2 separate regions of the Danio rerio genome follow, and region 2 is linked to region 1. Evidence: chromatin contacts called from public Micro-C data. All regions are on one chromosome and are shown on one strand. Each heading gives the region's core, a stretch centred on a gene start, on an enhancer-like site or on the middle of the called end of the contact. The rest is flanking DNA. Distances are from core to core; before and after follow the strand shown.

What was found. Hi-C and Micro-C count contacts between places; a contact is called where the count stands out from the background.
Region 2: a contact with region 1 is called in a Micro-C map of caudal fin, with 3 times the contacts expected there. The contact joins the enhancer-like site here to the promoter of abi2a in region 1. A contact is called at or near these places in 2 of 18 Hi-C or Micro-C datasets (caudal fin and an unstated tissue).

What each region holds. Positions count from the first base shown.
Region 1 is chr9:13,876,494-13,883,511 of GRCz12tu, reverse strand. It overlaps abi2a (abl-interactor 2a), which reads right to left and starts at 3,112. Exons shown (of 10, transcript NM_001076586.2): 1 at 2,996-3,112. The coding sequence starts at 3,112.
Region 2 is chr9:14,018,210-14,025,227 of GRCz12tu, reverse strand. It overlaps raph1a (Ras association (RalGDS/AF-6) and pleckstrin homology domains 1a), which reads left to right. Exons shown (of 15, transcript NM_001366728.1): 3 at 6,124-6,243; 4 at 6,589-6,691. The coding sequence starts at 6,124. Among named protein-coding and RNA genes, the nearest start is that of raph1a, 87 kb to the left of the region's middle. Within about 2 kb of position 4,272, at least 6 of the 62 cell types and tissues checked have an H3K27ac peak or open chromatin away from gene starts, as enhancers often do. A contact at or near this core is called in caudal fin, where this site is marked.

The sequences.
Region 1 (7,018 bases), core at 1,863-4,362:
ACAAACAAAAAAACAAATTAAATAAGATTTTTTGTGTTAATACATGATAAAAATTCTAAAATCTTTTCTGTTTTCACTTTGTTAAAAATGTCCTTCAAAGAGTTCATTTCATAAAAAAGGCTTCTGGAATTAGTAAAAGCAGGACAGTCCAGTAAGGGTAGGGTTTTCACCTTGGAGCAAAAAACCATGTGGTATTCTCGTATGCCCAATACGACATCTGGTAAAAACTACTTGATCAAATCGATTGTTAAAATGTCTTTAAATTCTGTGTGAAATTTCAGGTTGGATTTCATGTAATTTATTGTTTTCTAATGCATCCCATTCCTTTTGCCACTTGTTTAAAATGCAAGCGTTGATAAAAGGTTTCATCTCTGATGGAGGAATTTGGCATTTGATCACTACTTGCTTCAAAGCATCTTTAGCAGCTGCATCAGCTCGCTCATTGCCTGAAAGTCCAACATGTCCTGGAACCCAGCAAAAAATGATGTGATAAAACTGATTTTGTGCTAACCTTGGATTAAAAATAGTAGATATTCTGACTTAGTAATATTAATATAATATAGCAATATTGGCATTATAGTATACTGATTATTTTTAAATATCTAGGTAACAACAACAACTTTTTCCCCATTGAACACAATATATTTCAATATTTTGGAACAGTAAATATGTCAAAATAATTAAAATAAATCATTGATTCTTCATTCGTTTCAAAAGCACAGATTTCTTTACTTGAAAATGCATCTTTGAATATCTTTCTTTTCATTGGATATAAATAAGGCAGTGAAAAACACTGTTCGGGTCCAAAGCATGCTTGGATGAAGTTACAAGTCTTTAACAAGTAAAAAATCTGTATATATATTGCAGGAACGATATAACAGAAAAGATTTGCGGTTTAGAAAAAAAACTGACTTTTTCAAACCACAGTAAACCTTGAAAACGGTTATCATCCCATCCCTATTATGTGCTTTTTTTAAATCATAAAACATCATTAGCTTAAATATAGGATAATAAAACGCAAGTAGTCTTCATGTGAAGAGCATTATTTGTATGCTGTGCTGCCTATATGTAGTGAGCTCCAGATGGTGGCATAGTTTAGTTACCCATATAGACATTCATTGATCACACTGAACAGAGAATTCCATGTCCAAATACACAATTTACAAGAGCACAGGATGGAAAATGTGACAGAAGGTCTGCTTCAATGACATTCTCATTACTCTTGTTCCTTCACAACTCTGTTCTAAAATCCCATAATGTAAATATTTAAAAACTGGCCCTTGCTATTAAAAAAAATATTGCTCCTAACAAACTCCTAAGTGAGAGTTTGCATACATCAGTGCTGAGAATCACAAAAACTGCTTTTGGATATAAGTCAAAAGATGAAGGCATAGAAATTGCTTTACAATTATGTAAAGTATATAATGTATGAGCAGATGTGCAAAGAATATTGTGAATATTACAGGAAAAAATGGAGGCTACAAAATAAAGTTTACTTTCTATAATTAACAATTTGCTTAATTCATTTGCATTAAGTTTGTATGCTTGGGTTTAATGTCATCACAGCTTCTATCTGCATTTTTATGTTTAGAAAAAGTGTACAGGAGATATAGATTAAATTAAGATTTTACCATTGAATTTTTAAAAAAAATCTAAAACAGACAAAAAGATTTGCATGGCTCTTCAGTCACCCATAAAAAAAACATAATTGAGCAATTCCAGAATCATGGATGTGACAATTGTAGTAAAAACTCAAACCATAAATTCACATAGAAAGTATATGTTAACATAATATCGAAACATCTGTTTATATTTTCCAAAACAACTAACCACAGCGTTATGGGAACAGAAAAATATCAATCTGTAAATACATTTTAAATTTTAAAAGAAGAAAATAAACATGCATTAAATGTTAACATGCAAAAAAAGTCAGCAGAGTTTACAGTATAACATACTACTACTAACTGTACAACCCAAAAGAAGTAATGTTAATCAAAGAGATAAGAGTTGGCTCAGTATGAAACAAAAATTATTGATTTCATTTTATTTGACATTTTTGAGAGAAAAGCTTTATTATGGATAAGATGCCTCTCCGTTATGGATGTGACAGATGTAAAATTGCTACTTGTGTGACTTTGGTAAATCAAATATAATAGTTTGAAAACATTGACAGAGACATTTCTGAGTATTTTTAAAGTACTGTAAAATACTTACACAAAAAAAAATGTAGAAACTGTATGTCTATTTTGGTAAAAACCTATTTTTTATGGGAAGGTTGATATTTGCATGGAATTGCTCAATTATCCAGCACTTAAAGAAATTGCTTTGAAATTTATACTAATCCAAAAACATGATATGCTACTAACCATCATGTCAAAAACACTATCACCCCAGTATTGATTGCACCAAAACAGTTATGATTGCAATGTACCAAAAAGCATATAAAATACGAATTATTTACAGATTACAAACTGACTGAAATTTTAGACAAAAATAAAAACAAAAAATAATCTAAAGGTAATGTTTAGACTTACAATATGCTTCAAACAGCATGTCAAGATTTCACTTCAAAGTGGTTACAATCAGCTAAGTGTCGTCTATTTTCACAATATAGGTCTACGTTTACAAGACTAAATGATTTGAATTTTATCCGCGTTGTTTTGAACAGTGCTGTCAGCTGCTTCACTCGCATTCATTATTGACAGAGCAAAGTTTCCCCAATGATCATGTAACTTGAATACTACCTACCTACACGCTCAAATCACTGCACACAGAAGTTCAAGCCCTCCAAAAGTAGCCACCGCTTAGTTTAAAGCCTCACCTACGAGTGTCATAAACTTTTATAGTTAATCTGAACACGGACAAGCCGCGGTTGTTTGTACGTACTTAGCGCTGAGCCTCAACAGATGATCAACAACCACCGCACACACATACACACACTTCCAGCCTCCCCAACTCCACAAACACATACAATGCGTACTCCTTCGCCGCTCACCTGTACGTAGTTACTTTCGCAGTACTCGGCGACTCTGTCAAGGTTGGTGAAACTGTCCAACAACGCTCTGCGACCCGCTGGAATTTCCTCCTCCAGCAGCATCTGCAGCTCCGCCATCTTTACATCTCCCTCTCTCTCCCTCCACGCGCAACTAGCGACAGGAAGTACCGCCGCTTCACCTCCCCGTTGAGTTTGGGGAAAGCAGGGAAGCGCGTCTACCAATCCTACTATGGCGAAAAGTTGAAATATAATATAATATAATATAATATAATATAATATAATATAATATAATGTAATGTAATGTAATGTAATATAATATAATATGATAAAATATAATATAATATTATATAATATAATATAATTAATATAATATAATATAATATAATATAATATAATATAATATAATATAATATAATTAATATAATATAATTAATATAATATAATATAATATAATATAATATAATATAATATAATATAATATAATATAATATAATTAATATAATATAATATAATATTAGGATTATTATACATCATGCAATCAAAAATGGCTGATCACTCAAATTACTTTTGTTGCTTGTTTAAACTACTTATTTAAAATAAGTTGAAACAACACAATTCTTAAGTTGTTTTTGGGACAACCTAATTATTTTATGTTGAACCTACTTAAATTTGAGAAAACAATTAAGTTGATGTGATCAATTTGTTGTGGAACTATGAAGCATGCTCAATAAACTCATTTCATTCTGATTAATAGTGCTGATTTTTAAGGTCTTTAGCTCATCAAGTTGCATTTGTTTGTTCAAAAGAGAGTGAAAAGATAAATATTATATCAATATAAAGGTGTCAATAGTGAAAACTTTGTTTTAAAATGTAATTTATTTGTTTGATTTGATCATTATTTACAATGTCACATGATCTGTTAGAAAACAAACATCCAAACAATTTGATGAATGTTTTTGCAGATCAACATTTTCATTTATTTGTATTTTATATAGATGTTCAAAAATTACAAAAGAACATCATCTATCTATCTATCTATCTATCTATCTATCTATCTATCTATCTATCTATCTATCTATCTATCTATCTATCTATCTGTCTGTCTGTCTGTCTGTCTGTCTGTCTGTCTGTCTGTCTGTCTGTCTGTCTGTCTGTCCGTCCGTCCGTCCGTCCGTCCGTCCGTCCGTCCGTCCGTCCATCCATCCATCCATCCATCCATCCATCCATCCAGTCTGTCTGTCTGTCTGAAATGTATTATCATCATTATGGTCATGGTTTACACCTCTCTCTCTCTCTCTCTCTCTCTCTCTCTCTCTCTCTCTCTCTCTCTCTCTCTCTCTCTCTCTCAATTCCATTTAATGTTGTCAGTGGCTTTGGTGTATTTCTCACATTATTTACATTTGCAAAACGGTTGATACATTTCTCAAAACAATTATTACAAACTGCAAAACCTATTTGATAACCTGCAAAAGTAAGTCACTTGCTCAAAATGGATAGCTCATTCCCCAAAAGCAAGTATTCACGTCAATGAAAGTGTCAGTGTCATCAAGATGAAAAGTCCTGCCACCATTGTTTATGAACATGATAGTCAAATGTCTTTGTCATGTTTTCATTATGAGAGTTTACTCTGTAAATATTTTCCAATGCTGAATAAGTCAGATTTTGGTGACACTTCCTGAAAATGCTCAAGACAGCACTAGATACTATTTGCACAGCCATTAGAAAACTACAGTAAAGATGTAGAGATGTAAAGATGCATCACTGCATTTAGTGAGGTATGTGAGTGCAAGACACTGAATATGAATGTTTAATATTTTTACTGCATATGCTTTTTGTAATTCTAATTTATTCACACCATTGTGCGAAAGAATAAATACACCCTTATTTACAACAAACATAAACTTTCATTGAGTAGACCTGTGCACAACTGTAAACAATATTGCAGTATACTGAACAGCATGCATAGGTCTGTAAATCGTTCATAAAATTGTTAAATTTGGAAGACATTTTCAAGGAATTCTTTTTTAAACAAATTTTGCTTTACAGATTTTGACAACTAGTTCAACATTTTTGTATGTCAGGACTCAAGTAATGAAATGAGGACTATTAGTTTTATGTGGAATGACTATTCAGCGTTTACAAGTTTAGTTAATTTTGACTGACATGACATAAGCAAATTATAATTTTACAAACAGCAGACAGAGTGTTGTATTAAAGCAATTGATGCATGTCCAAAAGCATTTGCAATTTGTTGGAAGGAATGAGAATCTGCTACTATGATCTCACGGCAATTCGTAACATTTTGATGTAGTGGCTAATTCGTATGAATTCGTACGATCTAATTAGTGCGATTTGCTCACCCCCAAATGACGATTGGGTTTAGGGGTGGGGTTAGGTGCCACGCCTCCTTTTTAAATTCGTACAATTTCGTACGACTGAACTCCTGCGAATTCGTACGAATTAGCCACTATACTGGCAAAACCTAAAATACTTACGTTTTCTCGTGAGATCAGGCTGGATGTCCACAAATGACTAATTGTTTTGAGAAATGCATTAATTGTTGTGCAAATGTAAATAGTGTTGTGAGAAATGCCAAAGTCAAAGTAAATGTTACAAATGAATTGCCAAATCATTTATAGAGTTTACATAAAAAGTAACATATATAATAAAAAACAGTACACACAATAGATAGCAGTAAAAAAAAGTGTGTGTGTGTGTGTAAATATAAATAATATAATATTTATTATATCACATTTATGGTGGCTTGAGAAAATCATCTCTCTCTCTCTCTCTGTCTCTCTGGCAAATCAGAGTTAGTGATTTATGAGACGTTAGTGATTAATGAAAGACCATTTAACTTTGTCATCACAGGAATTAATTTAATTATGACATTTTAAAAAGATAGAAAAAACAGCTTGTTTGAGTTTTAATACCATTTTACAATTGTACTGTATTTTGCAATGCTTAATCAAATATTTAAAAATCTCTAAAACGATGAATCAAAATGTCAGGTTTCATATGGCTGAAGAGCTTTAGCACTAATCATGACATAATAATAGCGCAATATGTATGCTAATACTATAAACAAAAGTAGGCCTAGTTATCTTATTTACCGCATACTTTTTGGCTATTATTTTTTCCTTATATTTTTCTTATGTTTCTTGATTTACTTGTTGTAGTTCTATTGTTTAGATTATGTTATATAAATCAGTGGTTCTCAAATTTTTTTTCATCAAGTACCGCCTCAGAAAAAAATTGTCTCTCCAAGTACCACCAAAATGAGCAGAATTGAAATACAGTAGTGTAGTAGGCCCAGTAAAGCAGCTACAACTCTGCACAGTTAAAAAAAAAACATGGCAAATTACCTTAGAAATATAGGCTATGTGTAATATATGGCATACTATATACATCATTTTTGATAAATTTTGAAATATATGTAGCATGTACATGTAATATTTCATTCCTCCGCGTACCACTAGAAGGAAGCCCGCGTACCACTAGTGGTACACGTACCACAGTTTGAGAACCACTGATATAAATGAAGGCAAACTCATTGTTTCTGCAATTTAATTGTGTCACAATTCAACCCTGTAAAAGTCTTCAGCTGAATGAAATACTTTTGTCTCGCATTCCTTTGTAAACAGCGCCCCCTGTGGTGTCACAACAATACAGCTTTCTCCATGAGTTCACTTTACATTATATTTTTCCTTTTTAAAACGACAGTAAAGCACGCCATACATGGATTTGTGTTTGCATATATTGTATACTGTTTTGTGTGTGTTTGTTTCTGTGTGTGATGTGAGAGATAGAGAGACTTTTGTTTTATTAGAAATATTAATTGTTTATCACACCGCTGGACTGTTAGGTGAACGGCTAAAACAGCCAAAAAAAGCTAAAAATGCTAAATGTTAATTGTCTGTATCAAATTAAATATACAAAATTGATTTTTATATATATATATATATATATATGTCGAACATTGGATGCTAGAAAATGGTTCAAATATCTTTTGTGACAATAACC
Region 2 (7,018 bases), core at 3,023-5,522, 140 kb before region 1:
TACCTAAACCCCTTCCCCTTGGCCCTTAAAAATGAATGTCAAGGGGAAGGGCTTTAAAATTTACCCCTAAAAATTGGGACAGCACTACAACACCTGCACACGTCATCATATCCCATTGCAATCTCATCTAAGGGGTAGAATTGGGATTGGGCCTTAGTCTTGAGACAAGTTCTGGGAATGACTAAAAAGGTCTTTGCCAGAAAACTTTAAAGACCAGCTACATGAGTGACTACATAAAAGATCTTGAATATATAGTGGTGCTTGACCACGTAGAGCTCTATATGTAATGACCAGAATCTTAACATTTTTACCCTAAAACTATAATAGGAAGCCACAGGAGTAATGTGCAATCTCCTTCTAGTGTTGGTTAAAAGCCTCGCCGCTGCATTCAAAACAACTTGTAATCAATTCATTGAATAAAAGTATTGTACAGTTGGAAAGTCTACCCCAAACTTTGGAACTGTCCTCTTAAGTAGTGACGTACAGTATGAAACATATATATATATATATATATATATATATATGTATGTATGTATGTATGTATGTATGTATGTATGTATGTATGTATGTATGTATATATATATATATATATATATATATATATACATATATATACATATATATATATACATACATATATATACATATATATACATATATATATATATATATATATATATATATATATATATATATATATATATATATATATATATATATATATATATATATATATATATATATATATATATACATATATATATATATATATATACATACACACAGCAATGATCAGGTTTTTCCAGAGTATTGTAGAGCTTTGTAAATGTTTATTGTTACCATTTGATGAGCCTACCTGTATTGATACAGTCCTTGGACCCAGAAGTCGCTTTGTGTGAAATCAAACAATTTACTAAAAAATATGATATAATATAATATAATATAATATAATATAATATAATATAATATAATATAATATAATATAATATAATATAATATAATATAACAAGAAACAGTATAGTTTGCAAGTTTGGGAACATGGTATTTTTATTGTACTTTATTTTGATTTGAAAAAGTGTTTAGTAGGTGCACATTAAATTAATCAAAAGTGACAGAATACAGTACATTGATGAATGCATCAATAATATTACTAAAAAATCTTCAATTATTTTTGAAACTTCCTATGAATCATGGTGTCAAGAAAAAAATCACAATTTCCATAAACCGTAATCAGCAACTGTTTTAGTATATATTTATAAAATAAACCATGACTATGACATAAAATTTATTATGACAAAATGTCAAACTATTAAAGACATCATAATAATTAAACCTGCTTTTTACCATGTTTTAATCAAATGAATGAGCATAAGAGTAGTGTACATAACAGTATTATCTTTTCTGATATTTTTCTGTATGGTGTACTGTAAAGATGGTGATTTGTAAAAGTATTGAGGCATTGTTGATAATTCTTCAGCTGTGCTGCCATGTTTAAGAGGTTTGCAGTGGTCTCTGCTCTCTGTTCTCCATCTCAAATGATCCTGCCGGCTGTTGTGATGAAGGTCTAAACACTGCAACATCTGGCCAGCACTTCATCACCCCACTGCCCACTTTCCCTCTGCATGTTTCAGAAGGACTGACCCACAATTACAGGGTTGCCAGATTTGAAATGTTCACCCCCTTCTGCATTTCATACCTACCACACTGGCTTCAGAACGACCGGGTTAGAAACCGTTCCAACAAAACTACTGTAAATAGCCCATGTCTAGTTTTAGTTTCCTTCTCTTTCCGTAACGTTCACGGTGGAGATTTCTGTGGCCTGGTACAGTCTGTCCACGAGGTTTCCTCACCAGTGACTGGATATTTTCAGACCAAAGTACTGGAGAAGAATTTTAATAATGTAAGAGGATTATTCCCATTCTGTTATGCAGTGTAACAGTGCTTATTTTGTTCAACGAGGCTTGAATATAAACGGTGTGCTCTCTAGGCATGTGCTAACATTCAGTCATACAATATATCATAATAATGATCATCCAGCATATCATCATGGTCATTTAAACACTGTATAAATGTATTATCTTAACTTTTACTCTGGTTTTGAAAAATATTCTTATTATTAAGAGTGTATTTTAGTGGGGTTCATCGCAGCAGCAAATGATTGAAGTCTTATAATACAATTAATAGAAAAATATCATTTAAATACATGAACAATTTAGGTTGCCAGTAAAACTGTAAATTTACAAGAACTCTATAAATAAATAATTACAATTATGCTGTATTGTTATATTACAATTGTTAAATTTAATTTTGATGCAGTCAAAACGGCCAGTTACTGTAAACAGTTACTGTAAACTTTACAATAAATTGTATTCATCTATCTGCAGTGCACTTGTAAATTTTCAACCAAACTTGCCAGTTGGTTACTGTTAATTTTAAAGTAAATTGTTTTACAGTGTGGAGCTATGAAATGCATATCACCAAATGACTCACTATGTGAAACAGAGAATGTCATCATAACCTTATTATTATTATTTATGTTATTGATCTTGTATATAAAGGCTATCCTGGTAGTTGTTGTTGCAGAATAAAGTCTGACCTGCCTCTAATTCCCAGAATGCATTGTACAGTAATGACAAAATCCCACTCTCTGTAACATATCTTAAAATGTAGCGACTTGACCAATCAGAATTAAGTATTCCAGACAGCCATGTAATAACATAACAACATCTTAGAATTATAAGGTTGCATCTGACATTTTTGTCAAAAAAATAGATATTGGCATATTCTTATTAAACGGAAACTTATTTACATTATGGGATGTTTTGTTTACATTTTAAGATTTTTTTTAATTTAACAACAAATGTTACACACTCACTGTTTGCTATATGAAATTCAGAAACTTTGAAGCTCAATATCTCAAAACCATTGAGAATGCAGATAAAACCCTATAATTCCAAGGTTAAGTTAAAGAGATAGTTCACCCAAAAATAAAAATTATGTCTCCATTTACTCACCCTTCACATATCACATATCTGATTAAGGCTGAAAACCTGTATCCATTAACTTAGGTTTTGTTTTTCCTACTATACAAGTCAGTGGTTACCAGTTTCCAACATTGTTCATTCATGAAAAACTACTCATCAATGAATTTGCTCTTCAGTGTTGGGACTCTCAATAATGACTTTAAACCACACTGAACTAAGCTAAACTGAACTGAACTTAAACATTAAAAACTGAACTACCCTGATCCAGTTACTATGACCATTTATGTGAAGCTGCTTTGACACAATCTACATTGTAAAAGCGCTATACAAATAAAGCTGAATTGAATTGAATTTAATTCATTCATTCATTCATTTTCTTCTCGGCTTAGTTCCTCTATTAATCTGGGGTCGTCACAGCGGAATGAATCGCCAACTTACCCTTTCAGCCGCAAACCATCTCTGGGAAACATCCACACACACTCATTTTTACACTACTTACACTTTAGCTTACCCAATTCACCTGTACTGCATGTCTTTGAACTGTGGGGGAAACCGGACCACCCGGAGGAAACCCACGCGAATGCAGGGAGAACATTTTAATAACTAATGAAATTAACATTTGTAACGGAGCAGCTTACTTATTATAAAGCCCTTATTGTAAAGAGTTAGCTATTGTGTTTTATCATTTTTTCTTAAAATTTGTCTGAAACGTGTTTACTATTTACTGTATATACAATAAACCAATGCACAAAGGATAAAGTTCTTTAAATTAAACTGTTAAAGTAATCTTTTTTTGCAGCTTCTGGCAATTTTGTGATAATGTAAGTTGCGGTAAAAGCTTCAACAATTATCTCAAAAAGAAAATTTGCTGTGCCATAAACCTAGTGTTATGTTGATGTTTGGTACTGAAACATTAGCATTATTGGCTCTGTGTTGTAACAGCGATTGAACTGTGTTTGTGCTAAGCTTGCCAAAATCAGCCATTTACAGCCAGGAAGGAAGATTTCCAAACCATCTGATAAGAAGACACTGATCTATGCAGATGTGTTCCACAGACATGTACTGTACACACACCAGGTCTCCATCTGCCCTGCTTATTGAGAGATTCTACAGGCTTGGAGTCTTGTTATCAATTAATCATTCATACTCTGAGTTCAAAGAAAAATTGTGGCTGTGATGTTACTTAATTACTTCATAATTTACAATAGTGACTGACAACACTGTCCATGAGTAACGTTGGATAGTGAGGTGGTTTTTGTTATACAATATCAGTGGTTCTGTGTCATCTTGGCCACTAGAGGGAACCAGAGTGTTTTACATTTTCAGAGCAGCGTCTGATTATAAATCTGAGGCATTAGTAAAGGCCCTGTGCACTTGAGATTAAAGATATAGTTCATCCAAGACATGGATATTCTGTCACCATTTATTCACCCTTAACTTGTTCCAAAACAAATTCAAAATCTCTTTCTGTGGTTAAACACAGAAGATAGTTTGAAGAATGTTGGAAACCAGTAGCCATTGAATTCCGAAGTGTTTCGTAGTTTCTCAGGATTTATCATTTATACGTGTTTGATTAAACTGTTTTGTTTTAGTTTGTAAATTAAATATGCATATCCTTCAAATATAAAATCAAAATGTTGTCATTTAGAGCATCTTTTTAAAGTTTAGAGTTAAGAAATCAATATTTGCTGGAATATCCTTGATTTTCAAGCACAACACATAGTCATTTGTCTTTTTGTTTAAAATCAAAACCTCTTTATTTGAAATTTGGAAAAGCGTTAATAGACTTCTGTAGAATAAAAAATGTTAACATTTTACTGAAACTCACACAGTAAGTTATAAATAAAGCATTTCCAGAGAAACAGTCAGAACGAGTCTTTTCTACACCATTACTCCAGTGTATAATGTCACAAGGTCTACATTACTGCTGAAAAAACATTATTGTTTAAAATAGTTGTGCTGTCTGTTTTTTTGTCATTTTTGTTTATGAAGATAAAGATAAGATGGTCATTTTTTATTATTAGGTTATTATGTAAAAAAGAAAGCAATTTATTGAAATTTAAAACTTACAATTTTTTATTAACGATTTTATTGATCGCAGACTTAACACCAGATCTACCAATGTCATTGTTTGACCATTTTAAACTTTTGCAAACGAATTGCTTTGTGGAAACAAAACCCATGACTTTTCTTAATTATTGTGTGCGTTACATTTAATTTAAATTGATAGATTTTTTTACTGTTGTTATTCTATCAACAAAGACCTGTCACAATAATCAATATATTGACTTATCATGCAATACTTGGAGATAACTTCAATAATTTTTACCCCAGCAATATATGTTTACAATTTCACCAAAAAAATGAAAGTCATTTTACAATGATGTTTACATTCTATCTCACCGTTGATATATAGATATATACTATACCTTTTTAACGTCTAATTATGAAATCTAAATAACCTTAAGAATAATAAGTATTATAAAATGTTTATGGCTGTTTGCATTATTATGCTGTTATGTAATTATTATATAATCAGTGCCATGATTTTATCTAAAAATGAAAATAATATTGCTTATTGCAAAAACTTCTGTGACAATATATTGCACAACAAAAATTGCTTTTTGTGACAGGCCTATATCAGCATAAATAACTTTAAAAAATTATATATATATATATATATATATATATATATATATATATATATATATATATATATATATATATATATATATATATATATATATATATAGGTACAAGCTCAAATTGACCAAGCGTATTTTAGGTCTAAAAGTGTTCATAAAGGTTTTTAATGTGCATTCAAATGCCTGTTGGTCATGTTTTTATGTTTTACTGGTTCAGTGGTCGTCAGTAAACTAATCTATTTTCACATTCACACCTATTTTAATTTATATGTCTCCTGACAGATCTTTTTTTTTTTTTTTTTTTTTGCATGGATTTTGTTTCTAGCATTATAAAGTCCAAAAGTCATGAAGCTTATTGATAAAAACTCGATTTGTTGGCATTTTTTTCTATGTTTATAAAATGATCATTAAACCTACACAGTTGTTTTTTCATTAATGATACCTCAGATTGCATTTTAAATGTAAACATCTGTACAATGTTGGTTGTGTTTCAGATGGAGCAGTTTTCAGATGACGAGCTGGATCATGCTGCGGAGGAGGACAGCGATAAAGAGGACCAGGACTTGGACAAAATGTTTGGAGCGTGGCTTGGAGAGCTGGACAAACTAACAAAGGTGAGACTAAAAGATGAGGACTGTGAATCTGTGTCCTGTTAATGCGCTGATGCTAATAATGTCATACTGGTCACGGTTGACAGCATAGATCAGGTCTGTGATGTCATTAAGTCTTTGATTGTTAAATCTGACACTCGTTCAATTAATTTGTGGTAGATGCATTTTAATATATTACTCTATCGTGATGCAATAGTTTTAAATGTTATGCAATAAGGTGTATTAGGATTAAATTGCGTCATTGATAATCTGTATTTTTCTGAATTAATCAGATCCTCAAATCCCTGTTTAGTGTTATTACAGGTGAAACTCCTGTATTTTGTTATCTCATCGCTCTGTTGTTTTTAGAGTCTGGATGACGGGAGACCAGAGAAGGTGCAGAAAGCTCCTCTCAGACAAGATTCAAACATGGCCAACATGGCCTACCGCTTCTCCGTTTACAACATCAACGGTGAGGTCACACAGTACAATACAAGATGCTTCATTTATATTTTTGTGTTATTATCATAACATCATTGTCACTATTAAACTAATATTGATGTAATTGGAGGAGGGCTGTTATAAATTTGTTTGTAATAAAAATCACGAAGACCTCAAGTGGGAACTACTGTATATACAGTAAGGCTTTCATTTTAATGCAAAATTTTCAGTGAAATTTTAAGTTTTTTTTATGTTAATAAAAAAGTTTCTAATGCTAAGTATTTTATTTTTAGGTAAAACTGCAACATTTTGAGAGATTGTTACTGTTTAAGACACTGTAACGGTTTTCTATTTTAGT